Regions from separate parts of the Zea mays genome. Here all the other regions are linked to region 2. A link is a contact called in public Hi-C data. All regions are on one chromosome and are shown on one strand. The core of a region is the stretch at or near the end of the contact, and the rest is flanking DNA. Distances in the headings are between cores, read along the strand shown. Region 1 holds the start of LOC100384452 (AT-hook motif nuclear-localized protein 29). Region 2 holds the start of LOC103653981. Region 3 holds the start of LOC100383280.

What was found. Hi-C and Micro-C count contacts between places; a contact is called where the count stands out from the background.
Region 1: a Hi-C map of bundle sheath shows a contact between it and region 2, with 5 times the contacts expected there. The contact joins the promoter of LOC100384452 here to the promoter of LOC103653981 in region 2. A contact is called at or near these places in 9 of 25 Hi-C or Micro-C datasets (bundle sheath, ear, endosperm and 3 more) and 1 of 3 datasets of contacts at active chromatin or transcription factors (leaf).
Region 3: a Hi-C map of bundle sheath shows a contact between it and region 2, with 5 times the contacts expected there. The contact joins the promoter of LOC100383280 here to the promoter of LOC103653981 in region 2. A contact is called at or near these places in 2 of 25 Hi-C or Micro-C datasets (bundle sheath and ear).

Annotation. Positions count from the first base shown.
Region 1 is chr4:167,050,883-167,053,951 of Zm-B73-REFERENCE-NAM-5.0, forward strand. LOC100384452 (AT-hook motif nuclear-localized protein 29) reads right to left here and starts at 1,594. Exons shown (of 2, transcript NM_001322106.1): 1 at 1,164-1,594; 2 at 1-884. The coding sequence starts at 700.
Region 2 is chr4:166,723,032-166,725,832 of Zm-B73-REFERENCE-NAM-5.0, forward strand. LOC103653981 reads right to left here and starts at 1,293. Exons shown (of 2, transcript NM_001369246.1): 1 at 1-1,293. The coding sequence starts at 1,146. It also overlaps the pseudogene LOC103653982.
Region 3 is chr4:167,081,724-167,084,423 of Zm-B73-REFERENCE-NAM-5.0, forward strand. LOC100383280 reads right to left here and starts at 1,278. Exons shown (of 4, transcript NM_001367237.1): 1 at 370-1,278. The coding sequence starts at 1,217.

The DNA of each region.
Region 1 (3,069 bases), core at 344-2,843, 330 kb after region 2:
GCTCGTACACGGCGTTGGCGAACGACGCGGCCATCAGGACGACGGGGCCCGCGGCGACCAGCGGGCCCACCACGCTCCCGCCGACGACCTGGCCCTGCCCGCCGGAGAGGAACACCGTGAGGCCGCTGGCGCCGGGGGGAGCGGGCGGCGGCAGCACCGTGCCGGTGAGGGAGAGGATCTCCAGCCGGCCCCTCAGCGTGGCCACCATGCTCCCGGGGGGCGACGCGCCGGGCTGCCTGAGCGCCACGTTGGCGACGGCGCCCCCGCCGCTGAGCACGCACACGCCGCGGCCCCGGCGCCGCGCGAACTCCGCGACGCAGTCCACGACGTCGGCGCCCGCCGCCACCTCCAGCACGTGCGAGTGCAGCGCGTTGGGGCTGTCGCGCGTCACGATGATGGGCGGCTTGGGCTTGTTCTTGGAGCCCGCCGGGCGGCCGCGCGGCCGCCGCGTGGGCGTGCCCGTTCCGCTGCCCCCACCCTCGACTGGGACCATGGCCGACGAGGACGGCTGGTCGCCGCCGGCCCCGCTCCCGCCAGCGTCGGCCTCGCCGACGACGGGGCTCTTGTCTGGAGACATCCTGTGGTGCTCCATCTTGACGTGGGAATTGGGCGACAGCGGCGAGGGCTGCTGCTGCTGCGGCCGCAGCAGCTGGTGGAAGTAGCGCGAGCTGCCGCCCCCGCCTGGGTCCATTCCGGGCATGCCCGTGTCATCTGGCCGCTCCCACCACTTGCCGGCCGCCAGCTTCACGGTCTCTGGTGGATCGGGCGCGCTCCAGTCGACAGCTCCAATCGCCGCCACACCAGCTTGCTTACCTCGACAGCTCCAAGTCGCCGGCCGCCACCAACGACAGCACCGCTGCACGGCTAGAGACCTCTGTCTGGACCTGGACACGGCAGGGAAGCATTCGGCTCTTATAAGGCAGCTTAATTTGCATGCCACAGTGCATCAGAAGCGCAAAGCCGAGAAGCGACAAACAAGGCATGATCAGCTTAACAGGAAACGATAGATCTTCTCCTTTCCGATACTCCAAACCTTTTTGACTTGTCTTGGCAGGAATCTAGTGATGATCGAATTGCAGATGCGCGCTAACCGGCCGGCAAAGAGGAGTACTGGCTGGCTAGTCTAGCTTGTTCTTTACCTCCGGCAGAAGCGAGCTACGTACCTTATCTCCTCGACGACGACGCTGTGCTGCGGAAGCTTCGTTCTACCTTTAGCAACCCCGTCGGCTGCCTCACTCCGCGTGAAAGGCAGCAAGCAGCAAGCGAGAGGGGGCAGGCAAGGAGAGGCCGCTTATAGGTGCAGGGACGGGCTAGTGAGGGAGCGAGAAGAAGGGTCTAGACGTGGCGGCGGGTGCAGCTATATGGCAGGCACGGGGCGGATCAGCAGAGCCACCGTACCGACGCGCGGAGGGAGTCGGAGAGACGGACGGGACGGGAGAGCGTGCGGCGGGCGCGGTCCCCGAATTAAAGGCAGGTCGAGAGGGGAACGGCGGCCGGGGATGGGGATGGCGCTGCTGAATGCTGATAAGATCCCTGCCTTTCCCTCTCTGACCCTCTCTCTATCTAGTACCGCCTCCCGGTAGTCCGGTCCGGGTCCAACGATCCCATCCCACCCACCAACTCTCTCCCGTTTTTACTCAGCGAAGGGAGCTCCCAGGAAGGCCGGGCGGGGGGCGTACGAACGTGTAGGCCAGGCGGTGGCGGGCCAGCCAGCCAGCCAGGAGCAATGAAAACCCAACGCCGACGCCGAGAAGCCCGCGCGAAAAAAGCAACACGCCGTGTAGGAGTACTAGTTTGGACGGAAATGATGGCGGGCGACTATGCGCCACTCGCGAGTAGAGGAGGGCGTTCAGGTAATTTAAATTTCGGTTTTTTAAATCAATACCTGAATTTACAACGGTTTTTAGAAATACCTAAAATTTCAGGTACCTGAAATTTTAGATTCAGGTTCAGTTATTCTCGAACTACCCGAAATATTGTTTTAGCTTCATAAAAACACATGCACACTTTTAATTTTAATCAGTACACAAATACAGTTTTAATAATGATATAGACGGGCATAAAAACATAGGCCATCTGCCATCACAGGTCATGCACATTTACACATAATTATAGATACGTAAAATAATAGAATGACATTAGTACATGACACATGAAATTCGGTTAATTCGGATAACCCGCAATAATTCGGGTCTTGCATGTTGCTACCCCGAATAAATTTTGAGTTTCATTTATTTCGGTTTCGAGTTTCCGGGTTTTGAGTTTAGGGCTTTTTGCCTAGACCTACTTGTGAGTAGGGCAGCGGACGACTATAGTTGTACATGTGGACCGTGGCTGATGGGCGGCTCGAAGCATGCAAAAAACATGGCCTAGACGAAATATTTTAGTGCTCGTTCGATCCAACCCGATATATCGGGTCTTGCTTGTACCGAGGTCACGACTTACGTGTTTTGCTAAAGGATTTATAAATTTATTGGGGTCGGATGACCCGATAACTCTCCCCTAAATTCGCCCCTGCCTTTGGGCGAATACGGGCAGAGGCGGATCTACAATGGGGGCAACGTGGGCCATGGCCCCACCTCAAATTTTAAAATATTCATAATACCATATAGGATTAGAGGGAGCAGGAGTCTTAGGAGGCAGCTCACGGGAGGTCTTCCGTCCAGCCATTGAGCCGCCCGTCCAGCCGCCACGGCCCATGGCCCATTTACTGTTCATCCAGGAGGCAGCTCTCAGGACTCAGGAGGTCTTCCGTGAATCCGTCGACCGCCGCCCGAGTCCCCACATCCCACCGCGCCACCGCCGTACTGCCCCATAGGCCATAGGCCACAGGTAAACCCCCTCCCCTGCCCCTTCTTCTTTCTTTGCGTTCGTGCTGCGCTCTATGCCTCGGCGGCTCGGCCTGTCGGCGGTCGGCCGCTCTCCCGCCATCCCGCGTGGCTGCTACTACTACTCTGCAGTCTCTGCTAGCACCGGCGCGGCGACTTGGCACTTGGCGTCCTGTACTCCTGTAGCACTAAAGGACCAAAGCAGAGTTAACAACTGATTCACGCAAGATGTTCGACGAAA
Region 2 (2,801 bases), core at 43-2,542:
GAGCGCCTCGTAGTCGAACTCCTTGGGCACGCCCGGGATGCTCCTCAGGTCGATGGCGCTGTGGGACACGGAGCTCGGGTCGTCCCCGACCTTCCTCCGCTTCTTCATCAGGTACAGGCCCGCGAGCAGCGCGAGCGCCGCCAGCGCGGCGGCGCACGGCGCGCCGACGGCCAGCCCGAGCTTCCAGCCGGACAGCTTCTTCGGCAGCCTGTCGTCGTCGTCGTGCAGCACCTCTACGGTCATGTTCCACATCTTGACGCAGTTGAGCTGGTAGTCGTCCGCGCCGGTGGACGCGGAGAAGCCGAAGTAGGCGTCCCTGGCGGCGACGACCGCGGAGAGGTCCAGCGACGCGTCGAGCGCGGCGGCGGACGGCTTGGTGGCGTTGGGCGAGATGTACGCCCGCAGGCGCCGCGCGGCGCCGTCGTAGTCGACCCAGACGAAGTTGCTGCCGTCGCTGGCGCCGGTGTCGGCCGGCGCGAGCTCGATGCCCAGGGCCGCGAGCGGGCAGGTGGCGCTGGAGGAGCGGACGCCGTTGACGTCGAGGCCGATGTGGTTGCCGTCGGGGTCGTAGGGCTGCTTCACCGTGTCCAGCTCCACGGCGGCGAACCCGTTGGCGCCGAGCCCGTCCGTGGACGCGTTGGTGAGGCCGAGGAACCCGCCGTGGCTGCCGGGCGGCGGGTCGGCTATCGCGGACGCGACGACGAACGCCAGCCCCTCGCCCTTGACGGACGCGTTGGTGCGGTACAGGTTGAACTGGAACACCGTGGAGAAGGACGCGACGCGGCGGCCGGCGGCGGCGGCGCTGGACGCGTTGGAGGCCCAGAGCACGAAGGGCGTGGAGTAGAAGACGCGGCCGGCCTGGTTGGCGAGGTACGTGCTGAAGTTGTTGCCGCTGTCCGGGGTGACCTGCAGCGCCCCCTGGCTGACGGTGGAGTTTCCGGTGAACGTCAGGTTGGTGGAGAGCTGGAGCCGGTTCTGGTCGAACTTGGGGAAGGAGAAGCTGGTGGTCTCCCTGCCGGTGAACGCCGTGGACTGCGCTCGCGCGCACGTGACGGAGCGGCCGGACACGCACGCGAGCAGCAGGAGCAGCGCCAGGCTGGCCGTGGCGCGGACGCCGTGGCACCAGCGCCAAGGCCCCGTCGTCATGTGCTGGCCTGCACTCTGCAGGAGCGGAGGAGAAGAGAAGAGAAGAGTGGCAGGCAGCAGAGCCGCAGCCCGCAGGGGAAGGAGGTGGTGTGGTGCTGCGGAGACGGGGTGTGCGCCGGGGACAAAGGGGTTAAGGGGCGGTTTGGAATCCACGTTATAAATTGACACTCCCTCCTCCGTTTTGAACTGTATCTTATTCAGCTATTCCCCACATCAGGTTCTCTGTTCTCAGAAACTCTGTGGCCTTCCTAGTGACGCGCCTAACAACATAACCCCATGAGACGGTGACTACGCCAGAGCCAGAATTTGGGACCACAGATCAGAAGCTTGTTTGAGCAAACAAGTGAACACCAGCAGACGGAGGGACTCTCATTGGCTCTCTCTCTCTTCATTCACACTAGTTGTATGCCCGTGCGTTGCTACGGAGTCAATTGCCTCATCAACGTTCTCCACCTTGCCTCCCTCTGCACCCTCTACCTCGGCTTCTGGCGCTTCCCAGACACCGCCACGCTCCCGCGGGGCTACGCTTTCACCGTTCAGACTTCAGACTTCGCGGCTCCCCAACCTTTCAAGATACTGGGCCTTGCACCCTGCTTGCCGTCCACAGTCATCTCCATTCCCGCTGACTCCATGCCATCGAACGACTTGGCGGGGCTGTACGGAGCTTTGCTCACGACCCTGTTTCGTGCCATCATTTATTTAATCACTTGAAATCAGTAGATCCACGATAAAAAAAAGTTATACTAAGAAACAATTCTAAACTCAGTTCTAAGATAAGGCAAAAACAGGCATCTAAAGCTTACATCAGAAAAAAAAATGGTGCTAGTTTGCAACCTTGAGACTGGATCTTTAAGTGGCCAGCTTTTCCAAATAGAACAGGATAATACACAGGAACATCCCGATTCTCAGATATGTTATTTTCCTAACAGGGGAAAACATGGTATTTGGAGCAGCTAAATGGGGGTAATGTTGGTTTTTGTATCTACTGCTGGTCCCAGAACTCTGTCTTGTGTTAATATCGATTTGCAGATTTTTAAAAAAAAAATTCAAGGGAGTTACATGATCCAAGTAGAGATGGCAATGGGTACCCGAAACCCGAAACCCGATGGGTTTTTACCCCATTAGGGTACGGGTTTGGGCTAATTTTCATACCCATGGGTTTGTTAATGGACATAAATCTGTACCCAGCGGGTTTATGGGTACGGGTTTGTTCCTATAGTACCCAAACTCGTGAACCCGTGGGTTTTTTAAACCCGACCAAACCTAGTGTATATTGTCATTTTATTTTATAAACGAACAAAAAACTTGTTATTCCTTATTTACTTCATAATTTTTACCAATAGGTGAATGTATCAGTAGTCAGTGAGAGTGTTGCTTGCTTGCTATTATAGTTTTTACTAGCGTTATATATGTGGTGGATGAATAACTTAGTGTAAGGTCACTTAATTATACAACTTATTATTTGTATTTCATTATCTCTACTAATAATTTTTATACCAAATCATGAACTCGTTGTTCATTACATAGATTTTGGATCATGATATCATTAATCATTACGATACTTATTGATTATGAGAAGATAAGTATATTGGAGATGAAACCCGCGGGTAACCCATGGGTACCCGTTAACCCGATGGGTACGGGTTTGGGCAAAA
Region 3 (2,700 bases), core at 28-2,527, 360 kb after region 2:
AAGGAAACATAAGTACATAATGCTACTGATAGTACAATGTGAGGTAATTGTTGTTGCCTCAACTAGAGCATGTTGAATTTGGAATACGCTAATAAGCTGCATAGTGCATCCTATCACCATCACCCAAATAAGAAAAGGACACTTGCTTGTGGTCAATCACCTGACCTTATAAAATACAAATACCATGTCATTCTAGCCGTCAACATCATGACAATAGTCAAACGGCACAAGAGAAACTTAAAAGATGTACCAAAGGAATGCATTTTTAACTACTATCAGTGTATCTCCGCACTATCATCTAAGTAGACTCATATCCCATTTTAAGTAAGCATGCAATCTTCAGGTAGGCAATTGGAAAAGGATGTCTACCTATTGAAGACAGCAGCCAGAGTCTCGAAATTGGTGTGTGTCTCGACGAACGCCTTGAGCTCCGCAGCCCTCTTGATCGATGGCAACTTGACGACAGGCGCACGAGACATTGCATCCCGGAGCAGCACGCTGAAGGCGCCCCCAGACGCAGCGATGGCTCTGCAGCCGCGGTTGACGCTGGCCACGAGACATCCCTCGGTGGTAGCCATGGGAACATGGTACTGTTTCCCATCCAGGAGCAGCGGCCCGGCGACCCCGACCGGCATCTGCACGTACCCAACGGGCATCTCGCAGCATTGTCCCAGGATGGCCTGGTAGTCCATCCCGTCGAGCGGGAGCCCCTCAACGCCCCGCCCCGTCATCCGCCGTAGCGCCTCCCGCCGCAGCCTGGCAGCGCGGCGGCAGTCTCCGAGGCGCGACTCGAGGTGGTGCGACGGCAGCGCCCCGGACACCACAGCGGCGACGATCTCCTCGTCCTCGCCCTCCGCCCCGCCATGCAATGCCTCCGGCGCGTCGGCGGCGGCGGCGCGCGTTTGGTCGGCGGAGCCGCCCTGGTCGCGGCAGGCGGGGGTCTCGGGGTTCGCAGATGGGATACCAGTACCGCAAGGGCTGAAGAGGTACACGATGGAGGCCAGCTGGCAGACCACGGTAACGAACTCGCGGCCACCGAGCGGGAACCGGAGACGTCGGTCTCTGTCGCTGCAGAGGCGGAGCAGGTCGCAGGAGGAGAGCACGAGCGAGATCATCGCCAGGCCGTTGGTGATCCACGCCGGGATGGGCAGCGAGCCCCCCGCGGCGAGCGCCCTCAGCGCCGCCGCGATGCGGCCTCCGAGCCGGCGCACGTCCATCCACCACCGCTCGGGCTTAACCGGCCACCGTCAGCGGTGTCAAGCGGAGCGCGTCTGCGCGTGCGCTCGACGATTGTGTGTCGTGACTCGTGCGTGCTGCTGGTGCCTGGTCGTGCAGGAGGCCAGGAGGGTAGGGTGCGTAGGCGCGTAGCATAGCATGCCGTGCGGGACCAACGCTCAACGCTGTGCGGCCTGCGGGGGGTGCTCGGTTCGTTGACGATGATCGGACGGACGCGGTCACGCGGAGTGGCCGCGGGGGTTTCTCGCACTGATCACTGATGTGCACGGAACCCGCAAGGCCGCAGCGGCGGAAGGGGCGGGGCAGCGTGACGGGCAATCGGGCAAACGAGCGGACAGGGACCGGGCACGGGGCCCGCGCCGCCGCCTCGGCCCTCGGCGACCCGACTGTCGGGCAGGTTTGGTCAGACTTGTCAGTTTTGCTTTTGCCCTTTGCCGTCATGACGATGCGTTGTTTGTAGCTGTGAGTTGCGGCGACCATGACACGTGTTGGGGAGCCGTCTGAGCGCTAAACGCATGACTGAGGGAACCGGGGAGGAGTGTTTGTTTATTATATAAATATTAAATATAGTATAATTATAAATTTAAGGGTATATTTGGGAGAGCTTTGTTTGAACAATTGTAGCCTTAGTGTTCCAGATTTATCATAAAACATCTCTTGATATTTCATAAAACATCTCTTGATATTTCGTGCGAAAGAACCGAAGTGATATGTTATATAACCATTGACATAGTGGGTAATTTTCGTACAACTTTAAGAGGATGAAAGTAGAGGTGGCAACGTCAAATTCCCCGTCCGGGGTTGAGCTTCCTGTTAAGAACCCTTTGCTACCGAGTGTAGTCTAAAGGCTCCTTAACTCATAAACACATGAGACACAAAGATATATGGGACACTGTTATTCTCATTTATCTATTCTGCTCCCTAGTTACAACAAATGGTAGTGTTCTCCTCTATATATAGTGCAAAGTTAGGGTTTCGACTAGATGGGCCACATGGGCCTTCGGGGCCCAAAGTGGTTTCTTAACACTCCCCTTGGCCCTCTTGCCGCGAGATGCACATGTCCCAAAACTCCATAAAAACCCGGTGGGAAAGATTTAGAGAAAGAGTACATGACTCACGCTTGCTGTGTTGCATGATTTGTCTCATTAAAAACCTTACGTGAGAAACTTCTATTGAAAACACACTTAAGGGGAAAAGAGTACAAATCACCTTTTTCTTCATTTAATCTTAAGACTATAATTAGGTATTTGAACTTCATGCTCAAAATTCAATTTAGGAGTATGCAAATTTCTTCCCCTGAGAACCACACTTTTAAGTCTTTTATAATTGCTTCAAGTCCATCCTTTCAATGATGGGTGCAATGCTTAAATGTAGATTTACAAGATCCTCTTGCGCCTTATTATGCAAGACTCTAACGTAGTTCATCATATGCCTTCTTGATCATACATTAATGGGATTTTCATA